Linked DNA regions of Triticum aestivum: region 2 is linked to region 1. The links are chromatin contacts, called in public Hi-C maps. All regions are on one chromosome and are shown on one strand. Each heading gives the region's core, a stretch centred on a gene start, on an enhancer-like site or on the middle of the called end of the contact. The rest is flanking DNA. Distances are from core to core; before and after follow the strand shown.

Region 1 (5,461 bases), core at 1,361-3,860:
AAACATCTGAAACTTTTGAGAGATCAGAACAGGGTAGCATATTCTTTGGCTAATTATGCTCGCATGACCCATAGCACGCTTGTTTGTTGTAGCGTGTTCCAACTTTTATTTCTGATCCAGTATTGGTTGATTGTAACCCCATTGACATTGAATAAAACTCCCCGATTACCTGCAAAAAAAAACTCAAGTCTTTGCACATATTGGCAACATATGGCTAGGAGAAGGTCCATGAATTATTGATTTATCAAATTAATGAAATAATAGTTGCCTTATAATGTGACATAAAAGTGGACGCGGTTGTTTTGATCCCAAGCCATGAGCTCGGATGAACAGTAAAATAAAAAAGGGGAAAATTCGAAGAATTTTTTTTTGTGTGTGACAAACATTGACAAATGTTTTGAGTGATTGCAATGTATCATCATCGGATGACATTCGTGGAAAACATGGCAAAAAAAATCAATGCTCCAGAATGTTATTTTCAAAAGCATTTTGGATCATCAATTTTGTTTTTTCGTCACGTCTTCCACGAATGTCATTTCATGATGAAGCTTTGCAAGCAATGAAAATTTTATAAATGTTTGGAACAAAAAAAAGTAATTTTTTTCTGAAATTTCCCCTTTTTTATTTTATTGTTCACCCGAGCTCACATGGGCTTGGCATCAGAACAACACTTTTGCATAAAAGTCACTTTTTAAAATAGGGAAATAGTATTTTCATAATTCAAATGGAACCAACCTTTGGAATAGATGCAAATGTGGAGACAAATATCATCTCCATAAATTTTTATGATTTATGGAAGAGGAAAAATGTATTGGTCTGAATTTATGAGACACTTATGGCCACAAAGGAATATTTAATATATGAGAAAATATTTTGCAATTGATGGCATTTTTTTTGTAGACCACTTGCTTCACTCCCACAAATTACATGGGCCAACCCATTCGTGTTTCTTATTTTCCAGATTCCTTTCCCTGTTCCGGTTCTTCTCCGGTTTGTACTTTTTTTCTCTGGTTTTTATTGCGGTTTTTCCTGGATTTTCTTTTTTCTTGTATTCTGCTTTTTCAGTTTTTTTAAATAATACAAGCAATTTTAAATTATACAAACATTTTCAAAATGGATGTGAACACTTTTTAAATTGCATGAATATCTTTAAATGCATGACACATATAAAATTACATGAACCTTCTTTTAAAATATTTGTTCATTTCAAAACTGCATAAATATTTAAAAAAAATAGAACGACACTATTTAAAGCACATGAACGATCCTTAGCTCGATTCATGTAGTAGATGGCACCGCCCATTTACCCCTTTCATTTCTGTCCATTTTTTAAAATGTAAATGGGCCAAGGCCTAAGACATGGCCCGTTAATTCCAACAAATGGTTTATATGTCTATATTATACTCCCTCCGTTCCTAAATATAAGTCTTTGTAGAGATTTCACTAGGTGGACTGTATACGAAGCAAAATGAATGAATCTATACTTAAAATGCATCTATATATATCCGTATATAGTTCATAGTGGAATCTCTATAAAGACTTATATTTAGGAACGGAGGGAATACTTTGTTCTGCCAATAAGCAATTATGCTGTTTGTCACATGTTACTAAGATGCCCCGATATGTATCAATCTTGTGGACGCTTTCCAGTCTCTAGTTTTTTGAAATATGTAAGAATCACAATTGTATTTATTTGTCAGATGGTGTAAACTCACATTTTGTAACGTGAAAATGTAACAGAAAAACAGAAAAACTGTGTTTTTTCTATCAGAATTATGTAGTGGAATTTATAGTTGTTTGAAAGCATGAGCTAGTGCAGATATTAGAACATTCATCATCACTGAAAACAGGCTGTTATAAGTCATAAGCTGTTTGAAACCCATCCTTACAGACAGCTGGCTTATGCATACCCAACCTGTAATGACAAGTATAGTATCTCTCTCAAATAATAAAAAAAACTGTACTCGAGCTGCTTGCTCTTGAACTTACGTAGCCGCCGTCACTAGAAAATTGCATGCACATCGTAGCAGACTGAACTGCCGCGCTGCTTGCTCGAGCAGCGCGAGGCGACCCGTTCCGGGCCAATCGGCTCGGTCGGTCGACGTCGCGCTTGTGGACCAGAAGCTTGGCCCAAAGACACGGCGCAGAACCGCGGTGGAATTCTACAGCTACGCATGCCTAGTCCAGTAGCACCACGAGCCGCGACGACCGGTGGCGGCGCCAGCACGGCCGACGACGAGCGTCTCCGGTCCGGCGGAGCAGCAGCAGCACGTCGACAAAAGCGCGAAACACGTCAGTGCGACGACGTGGCGGTCCTCCATTGGCTGGCACCGTGGCTTGGCCGAGCTTCATTTGCTAACCGCATTAAAAAGTGGGGCCGGCGCCCAGGTGGGGACGTCCCACCCTCGCGGTCGCGGGTCCACCACCGTGGACTTTGACGGGTCGTCGCCGGCGTCCGCTGGCGACCCGGGACGGGGAAGGCCGCGCCGCTCCGGTCCACACCCCCACTCGCCCCCGCAAACAGCCCCCGGTCGTCACGAATTTACAAGGATGCCACCGCGCTCCCATCACCCGATCACTTGGTTGGTCGGGCCGGAGGGGCAATACCGTGAATAAGCGCCACATCCGCGGGCTGTTGCGGCGCCCCGCGCGCTACAAATATTCCCTTGGCACTGGAAAGCCCAGCAGACGCAGCAGCTCGGCTGGTAGCCACTACCTACTCCTCTTCTCCGGTGAGCCACCGGCGATGGGTAGCAGCCGCCGGCGGGGCGACCGCCAGCTCCTGCACCGCCTCCTCGCGCTCTCGTCGCTGCTCCTGCTCGCCTCCGGGGAGGTCATCTTCGAGGAGCGATTCGAAGGTAGTACTGCTCCCACTTCCCAGCTCAGCCTAGACTTGCTGCTTGCATGCTCCCTATCGCACCTGTATGTACCTGCTGCTATTTCTGTGCTGGTCCTTGCGAATTGGATTGGATTCGCTGCTCCCAAATTCCATTTTGGGCGAGTGATTGATGGGCGCCTGAAAAGTTTCTGTGTCGCCCCCCTGGATTGACCTGTATTTTGTTCATGCCCTTGGGAATTTCTGCTTCCCCTGTTCATGGTTTTTCGGTTCACAAAGGATGTTGACTTCCTTTGAAGATCCGAGCAAGGAATTGAGTGGTTGGAGGTGAGTGATGTAGTGATGTTTCCTGTTGAAGTAACTAGTTCCCTCAGCCTTGACACTGGGTGGGAAGTGTGGGATTGGGTATTTAAGTTGAACTGATGTCTGTGTTCATGGGGAGCATCAGTGTGATGGGAGTGGCCAGTGAATTGCTGACATGGCCTGGTGGTTTGCTTGACTTAGCTGCGATGCCTTGTCCAATACATGAGTTTGATTAAGTCACTGCTGGTTTCTAGTTGTCTCATATGGTTGTATGTTTCAGATGGTTGGGAGACTCGGTGGGTGAAATCCGATTGGAAAAGGAGCGAAGGGAAAGCCGGTACATTCAAGCACACGGCAGGAAAATATTCCGGAGATCCTGATGACAAAGGTTTGCTTTCCCATCCCTCATACTTCTTGTTTAATTGAGGATGATGATGTTTTGGTCGCAAGTCAAACAAACTCTTGCTTAGGACAGCTTAATTCTGGATGCTGTCTGATCCTTTTGTTTTATTCACGTGTTCTAGGCATTCAAACAACAATAGATGCTAGGCATTTTGCTATCTCAGCCAAGATACCGGAGTTCAGTAACAAGGGCCGAACATTGGTGGTCCAGTATTCCATAAAGTTTGAGCAGGAAATTGAATGTGGTGGCGGCTATATTAAGCTAATGTCTGGTTATGTCAACCAGAAGAAATATAGCGGAGACACTCCATACAGGTATGTTATTGCCTACTTCTTGCCCGTTGAATTTCCTGTTCTTACAATGATCCACCATTGCTGTTAGTAAGCTCCTAAGCAGACCCTGTCACTGTTTTGAGCATGTGATTTGAATGTAGTATAGTTGATGAGCAAAGGTCTGTCTCATGTAATTTGTTATATTATAGTATAAGTCCACCTAAGATGCTATGTCTTGCGAATGTCCATCCATGGTTAAGGCGAAATGAATAAATATAAACTGCTTATTTGTTCAGTTTTACTAGTCTACTGCCGAGTTATGCTGATAGCTTTCTCGTGTTCTCTTACGCAGCTTGATGTTTGGGCCAGATATATGTGGGACTCAAACAAAGAAGCTGCATCTTATACTCTCTTACCAGGGGCAGAACTACCCTATCAAGAAAGATCTACAATGCGAAACCGACAGGCTGACGCATGTTTACACATTCATTCTTAGGCCCGACGCATCTTATAGTTTACTTGTTGATAACCGTGAAAGAGAATCTGGGAGCATGTACACTGATTGGGACATCTTGCCTCCTCGTAAAATTAAGGATGTTGGTGCCAAAAAGGTAGCTCACTTTTTACAACTAGAAACGTTACAATGAGAGAATCATCTAACATACATGCATTTTTGCAGCCTAAGGATTGGGATGACAGAGAGTACATTGAGGATCCAGATGCGGTTAAACCTGAGGTTTGTATGCCCATACATTATTATGTGAATTTGATTATTTTACAGTGTATCAAATTGTTTTGTAACGGCTCATCTACCTTGGCCAGGGATATGATTCTATTCCAAGAGAGATTCCTGACCCAAAGGATAAAAAGGTATGAAACTTCCTATCTTAATGAAACTCAAGACATCAAACATTAAGTCACTGCACTTCATATTCCATATTATAAATTGTTTTGACTTATTTGGTAATGCATCATTCAGTTCTAATTTATTAGCATGAACTTGACCCATTTAACCACTTATTTGGCTCTGCATATTTGGTCTTGCTGCAAATGTTTTGCATTTGAAGCATTCTATAGTTACCATCACATAAACTGTGGATGTCCTAGCACATCTAAAGAAACATTCTTACAATGAAGCTCGGTACAACTAAGAACACCAAATGATGACAAATATATGCATGTTGTGTTAATCAGCCCGACACATGGGACGATGATGATGATGGCATATGGAAACCTAGAAGGATACCGAATCCAGCATACAAAGGACAGTGGAAGCGCAAGGTTTGTCTTGTTGCTTGTCCATCAGTTGTTCATAGCTACTTTATTTCTTTGCTAGACTTCATGTTCTCACATCTTCTGCCTACAGAAAATTAAGAACCCTAACTACAAGGGTAAATGGAAGATCCCATGGATTGATAATCCAGGTAAGCAAATAGGAAAACTGGTATTGGACTCGACACTTGATTTTGAAGTGGACCTCTTGTCAAACTTTCAAACAGGCTTTTACCATGAACTGTTGCACTTTTGCAGAGTTTGAGGATGATCCAGATTTATATGTACTGAAACCTCTGAAGTATATTGGAATTGAAGTTTGGCAGGTACCATAAGTTACATATAGTAGTCTTCTGGAGATACATGTTTCATCAT
Region 2 (5,461 bases), core at 1,791-4,290, 720 kb before region 1:
TGCCCTATGAACTATGATTGCCAACCGGTGGTTGGTGTGGCAGCGAGCGGTGTCTGGGCTAGAATGGAAAGGGAATAACATGTATGTTGGGTTTTTCTTGTGAACGCCTATGCGGTCACCTAACAAACATTTTTGATTCTGCTGGGAATTCGGTAGTACTATTGAAATTGTGAGCGTGATAGGGGAATAAGGTGGCTGCCCAAAATCATTCCAGGTCCTGGGTTTAATCAAAGTCGCTCGGACGAAATGACCTGTTTTCTGGTATAATGATGCTACCGATATCTATTATCATGCACAGATGCACCTACTAACCTAATCCGTTGAATTTTCTTGTAACACGGAGCACAAATCCCAGCATCGCCCAACGGTCGCGTCAAGGAGCCGGGAATGCTGTCATGTCACGGGGATTCTTCCAGGCCTCGGGATCAGAGTTGGAAAAACAAGATAGGGTTGGAAAAGCAATGTATTTCGTTATTATACTGTATTACTCGCATGGATCATGCGTGTGAGTTGGTACTAGGTCACTGGTGATGGATGTGGGGGTGTGGCGTGTGAGGCTTGAGGAGTGGAGTGGAGCACCCCCAAATGATTGATCGGGTAGTTCGAAGCCGAAGCCAAGGTGTCAGTGGATCATGCTCCAGACAAACTGGATAGGATTTTTCATCATTGCTGCGCTGGAGCCTGGAGCTGCGGCGCTGTCATCATGGGCCCATGTCTCCCCAAATCTAACGTGTCTGCATGCTCAGTGCTGCTACACACATATCTTCAGTGATGTGTCACCCGCAACCTGCAGATCATCTCTGGTGTTTTATCTGAACAATTGTTTGCCTGCTAATGCTATGCTGAATCTGGAGCACATTCATCAGGGAATAAATACACGGAGGCATTTCCTCTCTGAAGTATCAGGTGGAGGAGGCGGGCTGCTCTTCGGAAGGCTCTTCAGAGTCGGACTGCAACACGTCCGGAGCGTCCTTGGAGTCGGACAGCTCCACGTCAATAGCATCATCGGTGTCAGGCTCCTTCTCCAGCTCAAGGATCACATTGAACCCGAACGACGAGCCCGGCGCGAACGACGACTCCAGGTCGCCTTCCGATTGTGTCGTCGCGATTTCAGGGTTCACCTTGATGTTTTCCTGGGTCGGTTGCAAAGCCAGCGTCAGTTACTTCTGAATCCAAAAGTCAAAGGTTGGCTAGTCTGTTCTAATTTTTTATGAAGTGGCACCAACCTTCTTGACGAAATCGCCGACGGTTACGCTGAGTATTTCCTGAAGGATGAACTTGGTGACCCGGCTCTTGCCGAGCATCGACAGGAGAATGCTGCTTGGTATCTGGACACAGTACAGGGATTCAGAAGCTGTCGTCAGTTCTCGGTTCTTAATGTGGGGGGTTAGGACAGCAGTGCAGACTTGATAGTGTAGTTTATGTCTATGTCTAGCCGTGTCATTTCTTGATTGCAGTTAGTATTTAGTAGCCCACACTTTCGGTTGAAAATTTAGCCGGTAACAGTTGAGCGTACTCGGCGATGCTCGATGGAAACAAACTACTCCTGTCCTTAGGTGGTTTTATTTCTGAACAAGGACAGTGTTTTAAAAGACTTCACCATTCCGAGGAGGAGTTGGTTAACAACCATCTTGAAAAGTATGCGTGAAAGAAAAGGTAGCCTTGACTTACAATGCAATTAAAACTGGCAACCCCAGAAACTAAACCCCATTCAGAACGGCGGAATTTCAGACGAGAATCAGGGGAGTTTGCAAATGAGGCGTGAAAGGTTCATAGGCACTTACATTCGATGTTTTCCCTTCAACCATCCAACAGATATCCATGAAGAAAAACGGCAATAAAATTGTTAGAAGCTTCAGTGACTTGGAGCAAGCAAATATGTAAAATGTTTCTTGCAAGGAAATGGGGATTAATTGATATACCACCCTTGGACCTTCTGAAACCTGGAACCGGCGGCGCATCCTTGGCCAGGCTTGTCAAGGCTGCATCAAACACCTTCTGCGTTTCCTTCCCGGGCAGCTCGATTCTTAGCTGCAGGCAACAAGTTCCCAGCATCAGATGAGTCAAGACCACTCAAAACATCTCTAGGTACATGTCCCATTAGTTGAATACAAATGTATGCATCAATGTATGTGACTAGTAGATGTGGACAGCTTTTTTTTTTTCTGAGTTGACAGCTTTAATTTAACATGGCTTGGCAGAGTGCACAAACAATCTCACATGGATCTTTTCGTCGTCGCGTTTGACAACGGTTGTCTTGAAGCTATCCAGCGAGAGCCCAGTCTTCTCGGCCTCGGCGACCGATGCGCCCCGACCTGCAGTTCTCTGAAAACCTCAACGACTCTATCTGATTCTGAAGGTTTTGCGTACCATTTGGAACATCACTGGCGGTGATAAATACATGTACTGTTGTGGGCATTTGTTGCAGAAGTTGCAGCTCACCTGATCGAGCCGCCGAAACCGGCAGGAATGTGTGCCTCGCATTTCTCCCGGTAGAAACAAGCAACCTGGTACATTGACCGCCACCAGTTATCCTATGGCAAACTGAACACTGAAGCAGCAAGCAGAAACACATACAGCCATGGTCCATGGAAAATTCAGGTTTTACCGTTGGGCAGGCATGGGGCACTTGCAGGCATCACCAATCTTCATGTGGATATGAACCGGGTCAGCCGCCTACAGGGTTAAATCAATGGCAATCGCTCGTGAAACTCCTACGCTGCTTGCGTGAGGGTACGTACGGTTGAAGGATTAACGGAACCTGAAGCTGGGAGAAGCCGTGGCATCGTGGACCGAGCCGGAGCTTCGGAAAGGTCGCGGCTGAAGCCATGGATGCGGGAGGCGAGCTTCTCCGAGGTTTCGGCTGCGATTTGGAGGGGCGGAGCTGGGGAAGAAGGGGAGCCGTAAAATGTTATCCGAAATTATCTGCAGCAAGGAGAGAGGGAAGGGAAGACTCGCCTGCGTGGGCCACAAGACGGCAGACGCTGCTTTTCAGCCCAAGAGTCTCTTCTAGCTTTGCGAGTCTAAATGGGCCGTCTAGTTGGGCCTGTTCAAGTCGATGTGGCTTTCGCTGACATCATGATCCATGCTCCCCTCGGCGGCGGCGGCGGCGGCGCCTGGACGGCGGGTCCGGCGAGATGTTCGTGTAGGTGTGGTGGTCTCTTCGATTCTTTCCCTTTCTTCTCTCCTTGCTTCCTTGGTGGTTAGCGCCGGTGGCAGCGGCGCCGCTGCCGGTCACCACCGTGATAACCATCGCTGCTCCAGGCGCAGCCCGGGCTACCCTCCCGCCGGACTTGCTTAGGTATATACATCCACACTTTTTTCTTCTTCTGTAAACTATTTAAGCCGTTGCAAATCGCCCAGACCGGCTTGTTTGCTTCTTGCTGCAGTGAGCTTTCCTCTGCTGACTAGATCTTGCCTCTGAAGTCTGAACTGAACTGAACTGGTATCAGATTCAGAATTATTTTCATATCTGACATGATGACATCTCAGCATATCTGCATACTTACAAAAGCCAACATTTTCGTATGCTAGCAGCTACATTTTCATTCCTCGTTTCACTGGCGAAATTCTTGCCAATTGATTGACTAGCGTTATTTAGAACACATATAGTTCTGTTTGCCATGTAATAAGTGACCCATTTTTCCTCTAGCTGCAGTCAGCACCATGATGCTTTGGTACCCTTGTGTAGCCCTGTGTATTCTGAATGATACTTCGGGCGGCCCGAGAATGATGATGCTCAAATCTGATGGTCCGTCGCAGATAGCCACGGCCACGGTAATCCCTTCCCATTGCTTTCCTCTTATTTTTAGTATCACCCTAAATATTTAGAATAGGAATTGTAACTTCGCCCCCATTCTTATTAGTAGAAACCAAACTTCGCATAAAGTTTGTAAAAAACAAATAGGAGTGGGGCACAGACCTGACACTGACATGTATTACTTAATCCCTTGCCATATCGCAGCAGCTTATGCCGGCATCCCTGCCTGATGATACAGAAGGAGTCAACAAGGATCGTACATATATTGCACATCTTCTCTGTGATAACATATGGCAGCAGCGATGTGGACATTAACCATATCATACCAGGTCTTTCTACAGGCTCTTTTAAAATAATTTCCAGCACCCCTTTGTGTTTGTTTTCGCCCATCTCTCCTTACAGTGACATGCCACTACACTATGGGTGCATATTTTCTGCTCCTGGATCTTGTATTAATGGAGAGAGGGTTGCCCAGCACAAGAAGAGAAAGCCTACAATGAAGCCAGAAGAAGAGCTAAACAGTTGACTATCGTTGATGCCTCCATGGTGGTTCCTGGTGCATTTCATGGCTGCAATTCTTGCCGTTGATGTTCAGGGGCGATATGATACTACTGACAGGTACGCCTGTGATCCTTTCTCTTGCGGCCATCTCCAAGACATCCAGTACCCTTTCCGCCTGCGAGGAGATCTGCGTCTGTGCGGTTTGCCATCGTACGAGCTGGATTGCTCCGATAGCAAGGCTACAATTCGGATCAACACAGGGACGTACTTTGTCACGGATATCAACTACAAGCATTCTTACTTCTGGGTCGTGGACGCCAACCTGGACATGAGCGGCAGCTGCCCTCTTCCTCGCTGGGATCAGCGCCCTTATATATATGGCATCCCTGGGTCCGACGGCTTCGTCGAATTGTACCCTCGTTCTGTTACATGGGCTAACTTTGTGAATTGTTCGCGGGCGGTCACGGACAATAGTGACTACATACCGGTAGCTTGCCTGAGAACGAGGTCTTCTTTTGTCTATGTGTTGATTGACTCTCTTTATGTTGGAGATCTTAATCCTTACTGCGGGTACTTGGCTGTGGCTGCTTTGGGTGATCAGAGCGTGCAATATAGTAATGCAAGCCATGGTGTTTTGGTGGAAACCCTGAGGAGAGGATTTCCTGTTTGGTTTCCTTTGAAATATAAAAGGAGGTATGGGGGCTTCAAGGATTGCCTAAAGGATAAGATTGTGTGAGTTTGGGATCTATACACCGTCTGTTTTGGATATATCTATATATGTACACTGTGTGACTTTCTACATTTTCTCCCTTGTCTGCAGCCCAGTTCCAGGAAAACCAATGGCTAGTACTCTTGGCAACTGGGATTGGATATGGACCATTTTTACGGTTGATTCTGAGATCTTACATTGCGCATTTGGAGCAGACACTTTTCCTTCCAATGAACACCTTCGCAAACTACAGTCCTCAACAGTATACTCCATGTTGATATTGAAGTTGATTGCTGGTACATTGATAGAATTGCATATACTAGCTACACTAGTAGTTTCTTGGTGACCCCATATAAACTTGTTCTATATGTGCAGCTCTACGCAGGTTTGTGTTTGCTCCTCTGGTGGTACTGGTCTTCCTAGCCCACAAATACTGGAAAACAAGGATCACAATCGATGCGGTCGAGAAGTTCCTACGGATGCAGCAAATG

What was found. Hi-C and Micro-C count contacts between places; a contact is called where the count stands out from the background.
Region 2: a contact with region 1 is called in a Hi-C map of leaf, with 4 times the contacts expected there. The contact joins the promoter of LOC123071738 here to the promoter of LOC123071733 in region 1. A contact is called at or near these places in 2 of 5 Hi-C or Micro-C datasets (both in leaf) and 1 of 1 datasets of contacts at active chromatin or transcription factors (leaf).

Annotation. Positions count from the first base shown.
Region 1 is chr3B:685,911,820-685,917,280 of IWGSC CS RefSeq v2.1, reverse strand. LOC123071733 (calreticulin-3) reads left to right here and starts at 2,610. Exons shown (of 14, transcript XM_044495317.1): 1 at 2,610-2,858; 2 at 3,420-3,527; 3 at 3,664-3,856; 4 at 4,167-4,425; 5 at 4,494-4,550; 6 at 4,637-4,684; 7 at 5,009-5,095; 8 at 5,181-5,238; 9 at 5,345-5,412. The coding sequence starts at 2,747.
Region 2 is chr3B:686,632,486-686,637,946 of IWGSC CS RefSeq v2.1, reverse strand. LOC123071738 (rust resistance kinase Lr10-like) reads left to right here and starts at 3,040. Exons shown (of 5, transcript XM_044495323.1): 1 at 3,040-3,301; 2 at 3,692-3,777; 3 at 3,965-4,993; 4 at 5,082-5,266; 5 at 5,346-5,461. The coding sequence starts at 4,296. LOC123071740 reads right to left here and starts at 2,979. Exons shown (of 8, transcript XM_044495325.1): 1 at 2,762-2,979; 2 at 2,609-2,676; 3 at 2,443-2,507; 4 at 2,221-2,315; 5 at 1,926-2,031; 6 at 1,785-1,798; 7 at 1,227-1,328; 8 at 775-1,133. The coding sequence starts at 2,830. The coding sequence ends at 903.